Linked DNA regions of Bicyclus anynana: region 1 is linked to region 2. A link is a contact called in public Hi-C data. All regions are on one chromosome and are shown on one strand. The core of a region is the stretch at or near the end of the contact, and the rest is flanking DNA. Distances in the headings are between cores, read along the strand shown.

Evidence for each region. A called contact is a pair of places that touch in the nucleus more often than the background predicts.
Region 1: a Hi-C map of whole body shows a contact between it and region 2, with 1.6 times the contacts expected there. The contact joins the enhancer-like site here to the promoter of LOC112046569 in region 2. A contact is called at or near these places in 2 of 2 Hi-C or Micro-C datasets (whole body and whole larva).

The regions. Positions count from the first base shown.
Region 1 is chr15:5,237,984-5,243,983 of ilBicAnyn1.1, forward strand. The region is part of intron 1 of LOC112046569 (zinc finger homeobox protein 4); the gene reads left to right. Among protein-coding and RNA genes, the nearest start is that of LOC112046569, 44 kb to the left of the region's middle. Within about 2 kb of position 2,023, at least 1 of the 8 cell types and tissues checked has open chromatin away from gene starts, as enhancers often do.
Region 2 is chr15:5,192,594-5,199,018 of ilBicAnyn1.1, forward strand. It overlaps LOC112046569 (zinc finger homeobox protein 4), which reads left to right and starts at 4,330. Exons shown (of 5, transcript XM_052885692.1): 1 at 4,330-4,575.

The sequences.
Region 1 (6,000 bases), core at 773-3,272, 43 kb after region 2:
ATCGTCTTAATAATATGGAGAAATTGAGTTGTTATACACCCTTCGCGGAGGAGGCGCGGGTGCAGCGGCACACCTCGGAGAGAAGCCTTTTTTGTAATTGAATTTAGATATTCTTTCCCCGTATAGCGACAGGGAGGTGGGGTGCTAGTTCCGCAGAGAAGGTACGTGCCTAAACACATGAATATATTGGGACATTGTGACACTGGAGTGCGTTATTAGATATTTTTGCATGTAAATTTGGCTTAGCTATAGAACTTACACACATTTTAGGGTACTTTGATATAGGTATATGAATGATGTGAACCTAACAATGTATAAGTTCTCTTGTTTCATGTTTTTTTTATTTTCTTCTCTATCTTACTGGATATAAAGCAGTGTATTTTCCAAATACTTTTTTGGAATTTAATGACTGGGCACCTTCTGGGATTTTCCTTCAAAAACATACTTTATTTAATATGACTCTCTGGTATGATGCCGATTAGAATTTAGTCATCATAGATATCTACTTATGGTCAGTACATTTTTACCTCTTTCAAGTTAGCCCAATAAGTATTATCTTACAGAAATGGTTATAAGACCAAAGGATCTTGTAATATGACTGCTAGACTTCTTAATTTTCATTTCTCTTCTAGCAGTCCTCCTTAGAGTACGGGGGAAGAATACCTCCATGCAAAGTTGTTGTGATACGATCTTAAGGACTATGGTTGCCAGTGTAATTGCAGAGGAAATCCACGCCTCAGGTTGATCGACGAAGGACAATACACACACACAACATGCTTCCGACTATGGTTTTCCACTTCATATAATATGGGCCATCTGGTTGCTGCACTAAAAAAGTGTGATTAATCTGGGATAGAACATGGTAGTTAAATGATTGATTCAAATGTCCCAGTGTTGCTACAACAAAGCATCGCCTAAATAGGTTCTATTAATTTGATCAGCCTTCCGAGAAGCAACGATGCCATGATACTGGTATGTAATTACAGAATGCTATTAACATCGTCCGTGTACAAACATGGCCGCTGGGGCTGATTGTAGGTTTCATTTTAATTGCGCACACGCATCCCGATAGCGACTTAGCTCTTATTGATTCGGAACTACAAATTACAATATTGTGGTAAATCCGTGGGAATTTTAATTGCTATCGGCTCACGAAACCGATGGCCAGATATTGCCGATAACGCAGTTCTTGGCGTAGTTAAGCAAATAAATGTTATCTTGATTTTTGGATATTAGAGTACCTATATATCTTGCTGCATGTACCCTTATGTCTGCTATGTTAGTTAGTAATTTGGAGGTACATATCACTTAATATTTGACGTCATGTTAATTAGGAGCAAAAGAACTATTTTTCAGAACGAAAATCATTAGTACAACTCTTATCACAAATGTAAAATGCATTTGGGATATTAAGTTCTGCCACATGAAAGGGCCGTAACCCGCGCGGCGAATCCACGGAATGCCAAGATTTAACTATCTTACTTTATCTAGCAGACGCCCAAGACTTTATCGGCGTAGATACTTTTTGAGTACCAATGGGAAGACAATAATGTTCCTAGTTTAGTAATAACAATAAAATACTTAACGAAAATTTGACGTAAATTCTCTCTACATATTTTAGTTTTACAAACGTTGCTCTAATGAGCATAAGTTTGTATTAATTTTAATTGCCAAATGCAGAATCATTGTAACATCACACGTCACAAGATTCAACCGAACGATTGGACATCACTCGACGATATTATCAGAATTGTTTTTAGATTAAATTCGTAGTATTATAGATAATTATCGTAGAAAAATATAACAATCATTCAAATTATCATTAATGACACATTCTGGCGAGCCGGCGTCACGCTCATCGCTGGGAAAGAGGTTTAAAAGTAATTCGTGGCCTTCCAAATTATAGACATACAGAGCGGATGTCGCCGGCTTCAGCGGCGCCGGCGCAGCTAAAAACCGCACGTCATTGTTTTTTGTGTAGCAGCCTCGGGCGCCTTAGGATCCAATCCGACCCCGGCCGCTAATTAATTATTTCACATGTATCGATCATTAATTACGTACGAGACTCCGATACCGTCCAGCCGTTATCTTTTAATGACGGCCGGCAATTTGTCGACCGTAATTATCTCACAAATCGGACGCACAAAAACGGAATATAATGATTTAAAAATTTTAACACGATCGAGGCATTATCCAGCATAACCATTAATAGCAGAAAGCATCGAGATCGAATCAATCTTAATCTTGTACAGAAACGTAATCCAGATTTATTTATGACGGCGCAGCGCGTGTGCTATTATGCTCGTCTGCAGCAATTTGCCTCGGAAATTGTCTTAATCGGCCGCTCAAGGGACTATTTATGTATAATTATTTCCAAATTCGACGCTCCGTTTGATGCCTTTCCGCTCTCTTTGAGGTGGTTCGACAAAAAAGTCATCTGTGGCAACAATTAAGCTTGGAAAAAATAGAAATAAGTATCGAAGGGTCCGCAATAATTAGGGGAGAGTTGGTTATATCGTACTGCCATTTTAATCGTACCACTTCTAAATTTCCCACTTTATGATTATTTTTTTCTAAATTGGCAACACCAAATCATGGCCCTTCGCAAACCCCCGCCACCCGCCATTTGCAATTGATGTGAGTTGACAACTGTGCGTGTGAGTGAAAAAAACATTTTTTTGCGGAAGTTAGTGCAAATATTGTCGTAAATTCATAAGGATAATACTCGTGGACGGGGTAAGATATAGATACACAGTTTTTTTTATTCTACTACAATTTTATATTAGATTATTGGTGCTATTTAATGCGTGTCTAAGTTTTGAGGTTATGTCGGACTGTTGATTTTATTTTAAAAATGACCTAGTTCGCTAAATCGTACCACTCACAGTTGGGTAAATTGTACTGGTACGAATTAGCCGACTAGTCTACAAGTACCTACCTACCTATATTTTACAGACTGTATTTATATTGTTATAGATATATATTTTTATAGATAGATTTATATTGTTATAGATGACGGAGCCTAAAGCTAAAATTAAATATTATAATTGGAATAAGGAGGACCTGGAAAGAGCTATTGTAGCTTATGAAAACAAGGAACTAAGTTTGAACAAAATTTCAAAGACTTATTCCATTCCAAAACCTACAATTCTACGGCATATAAAAAAGAAAAATAAGATTGCTGTTGATTCGAAAATCCAAAAAGGGAGACCGGTTATTTTCGATGTCGAAACTGAAAAAAAGTTGGCTGAACTCTGGTATTCTCTATCTCGAAACACACATGTTTGGCCTAACAATAAGCGATATTCGACGTCTCGCATTTGAAATTGCTGAAATCCATAACATTCAGAATAACTTTAATAAAGAAAAACGCATGGCTGGCAAAGCATGGTTTTACAAATTTATGAAAAGGCACCCGCAGTTAAGTGTTCGGCAACCTGAAAACACATCTTTGAACAGAATTAAAGGATTCAATAAAGAAAATGTGTTTCACTTTTTTGATTTATTAGAGAATATTGTAGATAAAAATGGTATTGAACCTACCAATATCTTCAACGTAGACGAAAGTGGATTTTCAACCGTCCAAAAGAAACCTCAAAAAATTGTAGGGTTAAAAGGAAAAAAGCAAATTGGCGCCGCTACGAGTGGAGAACGAGGTGTCAATACCACTGCCGTGTGCTGCGCTAGTGTATCTGGCCAATTTATCCCTCCAATGTTAATATTTAAAAGGATGAGACAAAACCCAGAACTAGGAAATGGTGCTCCTTTAGGCAGTATTGTTACTGTTTCTGAAAGCGGTTACATTAACTCTGCGCTCTTTGTTGAATGGTTAAAGCACTTTATTAAAATAGTGAAGCCCACACTTGAAAACAAAGTTTTGCTGCTTATGGATGGACATACAACACACTCGAAAAATTTTGAAGCTCTGTGTTTAGCAAAAGATAATGGAATAATACTGTTACAGACTACCAGGTCATACGACAAATCGAATTCAGCCTCTTGACGTTTCGTTTTTCAAACCGCTGAGTACTTATTATATCCAAAGCACAGAAAAATGGTTGAGAACCAATCCTGGGCGACAAGTAACACAATACCAAGTTGCTCAATTATTTGGAGAATCCTACGAAAGAGCAGCAGTGATTGGCAATATTGTAAGTGGATTCAGAGCTAGTGGAATTTGGCCCATAAATAGACATATTTTTCCGGAGCATATGTTTGAGGCCGCTGACAATTTGCTAAGCACTGAAATAATGAATTCGAGCAACGAAAGCGTATCAGTGTTACACAATTTTACAGAATTAGAAAAAAAAGATGACCGAAAGAAAGAAGAAAAGGTAGAAGAAAATAATGACTTAGAAAATTACAATAAAGGAAAAGGCAATAACGAAAAGGACTATAAAGAAAAGGAACATTTGATTTCTTCTCTCGCTGAATATGCACAACCGTCAACGTCGAAAACAACAAATATTCAACTGAAAACTACGCCCGCTGATATTAAAAAAACCATAAAAGTTTTATCACCACTGCCAAAAAATACATTGAAAAAGAAGAACACTATACAAAAAGCTATTGAAATTACATCAAGCCCATATAAAAATCAATTAGAAGAGAAAATAAAGCAGAAGAAAGTTAAAGTAAAGAAAGGAAAACTTTGCAAACCAAAGAAATACCAAAAAGTGAAAAAAGAAAATAAGGTTTCAGCTATATCCAAGGGAAAATGCAAAAGTTATAAGAGAAAACGATCCTATTCTATCACTAGCGATGAATCAGATGAAACACTTGTTATGGAATTAGATGACGATGATGACAGCGATGATGATCTCGAAAATATATGTGGAAAGTGCAATCGTTCTTACTATGATAAAAAGGGTCCAAAAGTTGATTGGGTTAAATGCGTTCGGTGTCAGCGGTGGCTCCATGAGACGTGCACTTCGAATCCAGACATATGCGATGATTGTTTCCAATAGGAACTATGCACAATCATTTTATTACAAATAACATTATTAACAAATTGTTTATATGCTTACGTTACTTTATCAATATAGTTTATTACTGTATTTTTTCTCATTATTATTAAAGTTGTGTTGATTAATCTCAATATTAAAGTACAATCATGTTATTCCTATAACACATAAGAGTTAAAAATAATGTTTCTATTACCTAATAGGGATTAATTATGTTTGTTTATTTCCTAAGAGATAAAAATAAATAATTTGGTTGAAATTTTAACTGTCTTTAATTTAGTGGTACGACTTAAACACCTATGGTACGATTTAAAAACTTGGTGGTACGATTAAAACGACTAGTCGGCCAAATCGTACCGATGGGAGTCCTCTTAAAAAAAGCATTTTTATGGATGTTACAGTAAACGCATGGAACTGATTTCTCTGTCTTAGCAAGGTAAAATATGAAAGTTTATTTTGCATATCCATTTATGATTGTAACACTCGTCATAGTCGAAATATTTAAGTTAAAGTAAAAAGTGGTACGATATAACCGACTCTCCCCTACAGACGCAAATTGAAGGTTCCTAAGAGCATATAAGGTCGAGTGGCGCCTGCCAGATTACCTGCAGAATCGTACGACGACGAACCTTGTAAACCAAATGTCATTAATTAATTTAATAAAACATTATACAAATATTACTTTTTTACTAAATAATGTCATATAGGTCTTATCACTATTAGAACAATAGATTCTGTAAAGTAACGTCTTACAAAATCAGTTTCATTTTATTTTGTACTCCGCCCAATTAACTTATCACACAATGGCTTGTCAAACTTAGTGTCATACTTCACCTTTAATTAAAAACCGAATCAACGGAAAATTTTGAATTAAAACTTCGCTAATTGCCAGACAGTTATCGTCACTTACAAAGTTTGTAATTACACGAGAACACGTTTGACAATTCTGCAAAGTCACTGTTTTCGTGTAAGAGATTTTAATTACAACTTTCTCTGTACTTATCTGTTTGAGATCTTGTAAGAAAATGTCTGATAT
Region 2 (6,425 bases), core at 3,080-5,579:
ACAGTTGAAGTAATTATTGATTTTAATTTTTACTTACTACCTAGGAACCTACCTATTTACGACTAGTACCTGTAGGTAATTGTCTTCTAGAGCATACTCTACTTAGGTATAATGTATTAAATTAGATATTATCATAAGATAAGGAGACCAGTTTACTTTAACATGTCATACATGCCTAATATCTACTTTCGTAATAAGTAACTGCTACGCACCATTTTATTATTAATTGTAGGTACCTATAATATTACATAAAGTAATAGTCAATTAGATACTAAAATCAAACAAAGGTTTCATCAAAATTCAAATCAAACAATGACTACGAGTAGTTTCAGAGTTCAAAGAAGCAGAAGAACTACTGTTAGGTGTTACCCTATTAACTTCTTACGCCAGCCACACACGGTCACGCAAATACGCAAATTACACAATCAATGGTTTTTTTTTAATTATTAAAATTTTTTCGATGTTAGGTTACTACTATCTAGGCAGGTAATTATTTTTAATATACATGCTCGTGTTTATTAAAATGCATTTCGTATACCTACCTATTTAGTTTTTGTTTTTCATTATTTGGTCTTTGCATACAACCAGTAATATTTTTTTATTAATTAGGTAATTTGCCCTATTAGGGCAAGAGTGGTCAAATTTAGTCCATTCATCCATTATTATTGTCCGTCAGTCGGTCCTAAGTCAAGCGTATGTATGTAGGCAAAAGTATTAAATAGGTGCCTTTCATATAATTATGTAAGTAGATAAAAAGTTCTGCTTACTCCCGAGGGTCAAAAAACCACTTTTCCATGTCCACGATACCGATAATAGGGTAGTTATAGCTACCTAAGCACCAAGTAGGTCATATATTCGTACCTATCTACCCAAATATGGTATAAATTACCCACCTACAATTTTAATTGATTCGCAGCTGCTGTATTTTCTTGTCTGTGCCACTGGTTAATTGATTATGGAATATATTAGGAACTTAATTGGCTGTACACAGAGTCTATGTACCTGCCTACTTGAGTAGAAGATAAATACGATAAATAATATTAAATAAAAAAATACCTACTTATATCAATCGGTTTTTGTACTGGTAATTTTTGATGGAAAATGTCAATCATGTCTTAGATATGCCTGTACCTACTAGAAATAAATAAGTGTTCATTTACATATTCAGATACTACCTAACTATAGCTTGGCAACTTCGCTCGTTCGTTCGCGCAGGCCGGGGGGCGTGTAGCGATGAATGAAAAACCCACGACTGATGCACCTCACTTCCCACACGCACGATTACACAACCCGCGCAATCTTTCCCTCCGTCGCCCGCATATCATGGGAGTGTCATCAACGAACTTGCCAGATATATATGCCTATACCTTCGTAATCTTTGCGTTACTTCGTAAACATTAGATAGATACCTACCTGAGTATATAAGTCCGCCATTCTGCATTTGCCAGTGTTGGGCCTCTGCTTGGGGAGCTTGGGTCGTAACTCGTATCTGAAAAGAAAGAAGAAAGAAAAGAAAGAAAAAATCTTTATTACAGCATTAGGTATGCCACACAACACAATTTGCTCATAATATCATATAATATTATCATATTAAATAATATGACAGGACAAGATCCTGCGATGTGTGGCATAACCCAATAAAGGGCTCAAACTCAGCATAATGTACAAACTAGGTACATACTCTTTAAATAAAAAGAGCATGCAGCGCTGGTTTTCAGTTGGAACCGTTGACCAGGTGCTCAACTCATGCTATGCTTTAAAGCTTTTAAAATAGGCTGATGATTGCCTATGCTATATCGCGTGCTATCTGGATGATTAAAAAATGCATCGCAGATAGGTAGGTAGGTACATAAATAATGCAACGCCTTTAACATCTGTAATAGGTATTATTCTGTAACTATAGATAACTATATGTTTTGTATAACTTGCAAGTGCTTCACCACGCTAATTTATCGTCGCATGAGCCGAACTAACGTGAACTCAGCGTATTATCACTAGCGTCGCTCAGTCTGTAGGTAGAATTTTGTGGATGGACTGACACCTGACAGTAAGTAGGTACCTACTTAATAGAAGATGAGGATATACCAAAGGCATATGACGTGTAGCAAAAATTACTCCCGATTTTATGAATATCTTGTTAGACCCTAGGTACTCGTAGGTATCTTATATGCCATTCATTATTTAAGGTGAGTCATTGTTGCGTCAGCCTTAGGTTAGCTACCCTTAGACTGATTAACATACGTTAATCTAGGTACATAATAGAACCTGTAGAGTAAGCTAAAATTTTTCATTTTATTTTTTTATTCTTTACAAGTTAGCCCTTGACTACAATCTCCCCTGATAGTAAGTGATGATTCGGTTTCTACACGGCATCTTACCGGAATACTAAATCGCTTGGCGGTACGTCTTTCGCCAGTAGGGTGGTAACTAGCTACGGCCGAAGCCTTCCACCAGCCAAAGCAGTCCTAAAGTTGCTTAGTCTAGACTCCGGAGAAATGTGTTGTATGAATGGACTGGCAGTAGGTCTTAATAAGTATCTACCTAAATAGCAGACGCCCTCGGTTTCACCCGCGTAGTTCCCGTTCCCTTTGGAACACGGGGATAAAGGGGATGGACACTCGGCTTTCTATTGGTAAAAGAATTTTCAAAATTGGTTCAGTAGATCCAAAAATTACCCCTACAACCTCGGAAACTTTACCTCTTTTTATCTAATATTATTATTAATACAGATAACAATTTAACGTTTCTTTGAGAAATGGGCAGTGTGACTAACACCAAGGGCCCATAACATTTCCATTGTGTATATCTTGATAGAACCAACCCCAATTTTTTTTATTATTTGTATAAGCTAAGTTATCGTCGCGTCAGAATTACGCTAACTCAGCGTTTTTTCACTGCACTACGTTTTGGTAGAGCGAGAGTCTATGATTAATCTTTTACTTTAAGTTTTTAACCGGACTCTGCAGTGTTGTGAATGCCTGTAAAAGATGGCTGCAGTAGTTCAAGAATTTTGTAACTCACTTATATATAATGTTTTCTGCTGTCATTGTTGACGTTACAAATAAATAAATAAATAGATAAATAAATAAATAAATAAATGAGCAGACCTGTACCTACCTATAATTTAATAAAAGCTGATAATTTCTCAGCCCATATGCATTTTTTTTTAATTAAGGCAGGTATTACATAAGTACAAACTGTAAAATGGAAAATTCCTTGGCTTCGCAATACATTTAGTCAGTCGTCAAGTAATAATTTTTATTTGCTTATAATGCTCTTCAAGCTCCATTTCACTTGTGCACCTTTACAGAACTAGGGTAGGGTACCTATATTTAATAAAATGCATTCTAAATTAGGCAATAAAACTATGAAATGCAACAAATTTAGGAAAATAAACGCTACATTGTGATTCCTACGATTTTCCCGCCGAAACTCCTTAGATACCACAATAGTCCAAAGGGAATGAGTTTGGACTTAGAACTTCTCGAGTTTAGTTCGATTCTAATAAGCTTCTTGCTTACCTCATGGTAAAGTGACTTAGTCAGTACCTATTTGACTTAGGTATCTAGGTAGCTACCTAGTACCTAAATAAGCCACCTAGATGTACCTAGATACCTACTGGTAAAAGTGATGCTGATCCTAAATGGTAGGTAAGTTTAGTAGTCAGGTTGGAGGTTGGTACCTAATAGGTATCTAGCAGGACAAAAGTACTAATCTTTTTGTCCTTGATTGAGTTTGTTTTCTTTTTGGTAGATACCTACCTATCTAAAGAGATTGCCTTATTGTTTCTACATAACGAGATGGTGATTGTTCACAGGACCATGTTATTTAAGTAACTAGAGGAGAAACAATAAATACGAAACCTACAACCTGCCATGCAAATTACAAAAATAATAATTATTTTTTATTACACAAACTGACCAATTAAGGGTCTCCGGCCATCAGAGCAACGAGCCGAGAAGAAATCTCGTATCGCGGAATCCGCGTAAAAAGCAATTGTTGTCGGATCCGCAATTACTTGAAGTAATTAACGCCGAGGCGTGGCCGCGTTAATGAGCGAGGCGCAGAGGCGGCGGCGGACGTAATCAACATTAAAGATTGGCGGGAGATGCGCCTGGCTCCCCCGCCGCGTCTCACCCCCGCGCGCCCCTCATTACTTATACAAAATACTTAAGACGAGCGTCGTCCCGCTCTCCGCGCGCTAATAGCTCGCGCCCACTCTATCGCCGTCCCGCTTCGCCCGCTAAGCGTAATTAAGCTCGCCTCGCCTCGCTCGGGCCCCGCCCTCTCGCGCGGGGGGCGGCGGCGCAGAGCGGGGGGCAGCCGCGACCGGCCGCGCAGTGTGCCGGCGACCGTCGACAGTGTTACGTCGCGCGCGTCCGCCCTACAACCCGAACGATACAAGCTCATCAACACCAGTTCCTCATTAACAGTTCAGTGTTATCGTGCCCGTTTTTGTGTTTTGACTGATCACCCAAGTGTTGTTTGAGTTATACGAATATTGGACAAGTGCTAGTGGCTGCCTGTTATGCCGCAAATACGTGCTTAGCGGTGTTCCGCAGGCGATGCTCACAGGTTATTATTATTTACATTTCATTATTTTTTTAACGAGACTCACACTTTTCACGGAGATAGAGTATGAGATGCCAGTTTTAGATCTTATTAGTGAAACTTTACCATCAAATCTTGTTCAAGTTCAAGGAATACCGACCGCGGATTTGTTTTGATAAGTGCGGGAACCAAATTATCTGACAACGTATTTTAAATTTCAACAAAACAATCGGGTGTAGAGTTTTAACTAATCTCTAAAATCCACACATCTTTATATTTTTGGTTGAATAGAATACAACATTATTAGTGTACCAATAAGCGAATTTTTATTTCTTTTTTAATTTCGGAAACGCAACAAAATTTTCAAGTATTTTAAATTCCAAGAAAAATATCTTCTAATTAGTGATTAATTCTAAATTTCTCATTAAAACCAACAAGTTAAGTAGATATTACCTACTTACAAAAAAAAATGGAAGAGTGTTAGAATCCTATTAGAAATCAAATCACACAATATTCTCATGTTGCGTAAAGTTGATTCAACTTGAAATAAATGTTGTTCAAATAAATTAGCTCAACTCTACATCAACCAATTATTAATGTGAAATAATAAATAATCAACTAAAACTTAGTTACCGCCGCTTCATGTGTATGAAGTGTATGTAAAATTTACGAGTGTTTTACAGTCTTATCCCAAATAACCCAAGATTTATAGCGTAAATACTTTCTATAAGAAGTTATTCAGATAAATTATCTCAACTCTACATGAATTAATAATCAAATGGGAATTAATAAATCTTAGTTACCGCTGCTGTATGAATATGAAGAATTAATTAAAAAAGAGAGTTTTGTACACACATAAATCACACAAAATTCTCATGTAGCGTGAATCTAATATTCAATAAGAAGTTATTCAAATAAATTATCTCAACTCGGTATCAACTATAAAACGGATAATTTGAAGTGAATTAGGTGATGTTTATGTTATTTTATTGCAAAGTTAGCTTGATATTTATGCGAAGGGAATCTTTTTACGAGACGCAAGGTCCAAACGACCGTCGCAAAACATTAATTTGGCACACGCTAATCAGCATAAAATTTAAAACCAAGCGATTTTTAGCAGTTCCAAATAATTTTTAGGGATCCCATGTTGTAAACATACAAAGCCCATAAAAATTTAATAGAATTTATTTTTATAGCAAGTCGTAATAAGATTTTAATTTTGAAATGGAATCGATATTTTTTATATTGGAAACACATGCGATTGTTAACTACCTACTTGCAGTTAAAATGAAATCAGTTATATGAACATAAATAAATCCATGTTCTTATTAGATTTATATTTATTAAATACTAGCGAATGCCCGCGACTTTGTTGCGTGAAGTTCAGTTTTTTTTTGGGAAAAATGCAGCCTGCCTATGCGTTTATAACTTTAAGTACCTACATATAAGTACCTACATAATTAATTAAATAGGAAAGATATAAAACACGATAATAAGGTAAAGGTTCCAGTAGGAAAGATCTTCTCGTAGGTACGTAGACTTCTAGATAAACTAGATTCTTTACCTTTTTTTTCCTTAAGTTTCGAAGTCGGCATCTAATTCTTCGGAATTTTTTAAAAATAAAAATAATACTTAGTTTTACAAACTATACACAACATTATATTAATTAGGTACCTACTTCATGTTTTTTCAAAATTATAATCATCTTATTTAAAATTATTAGACTTACTTAAAAAACAAATGCCATGCCAAAGTAGGCGATTTGTGGGTACTATTATCTAGACATTTCCAGATAATTTCCGGTTTTTTAGCATTAATAACATAGACTAATACACTATTAATAGTTAATTATTAAGTAGATATGATATTAAAGT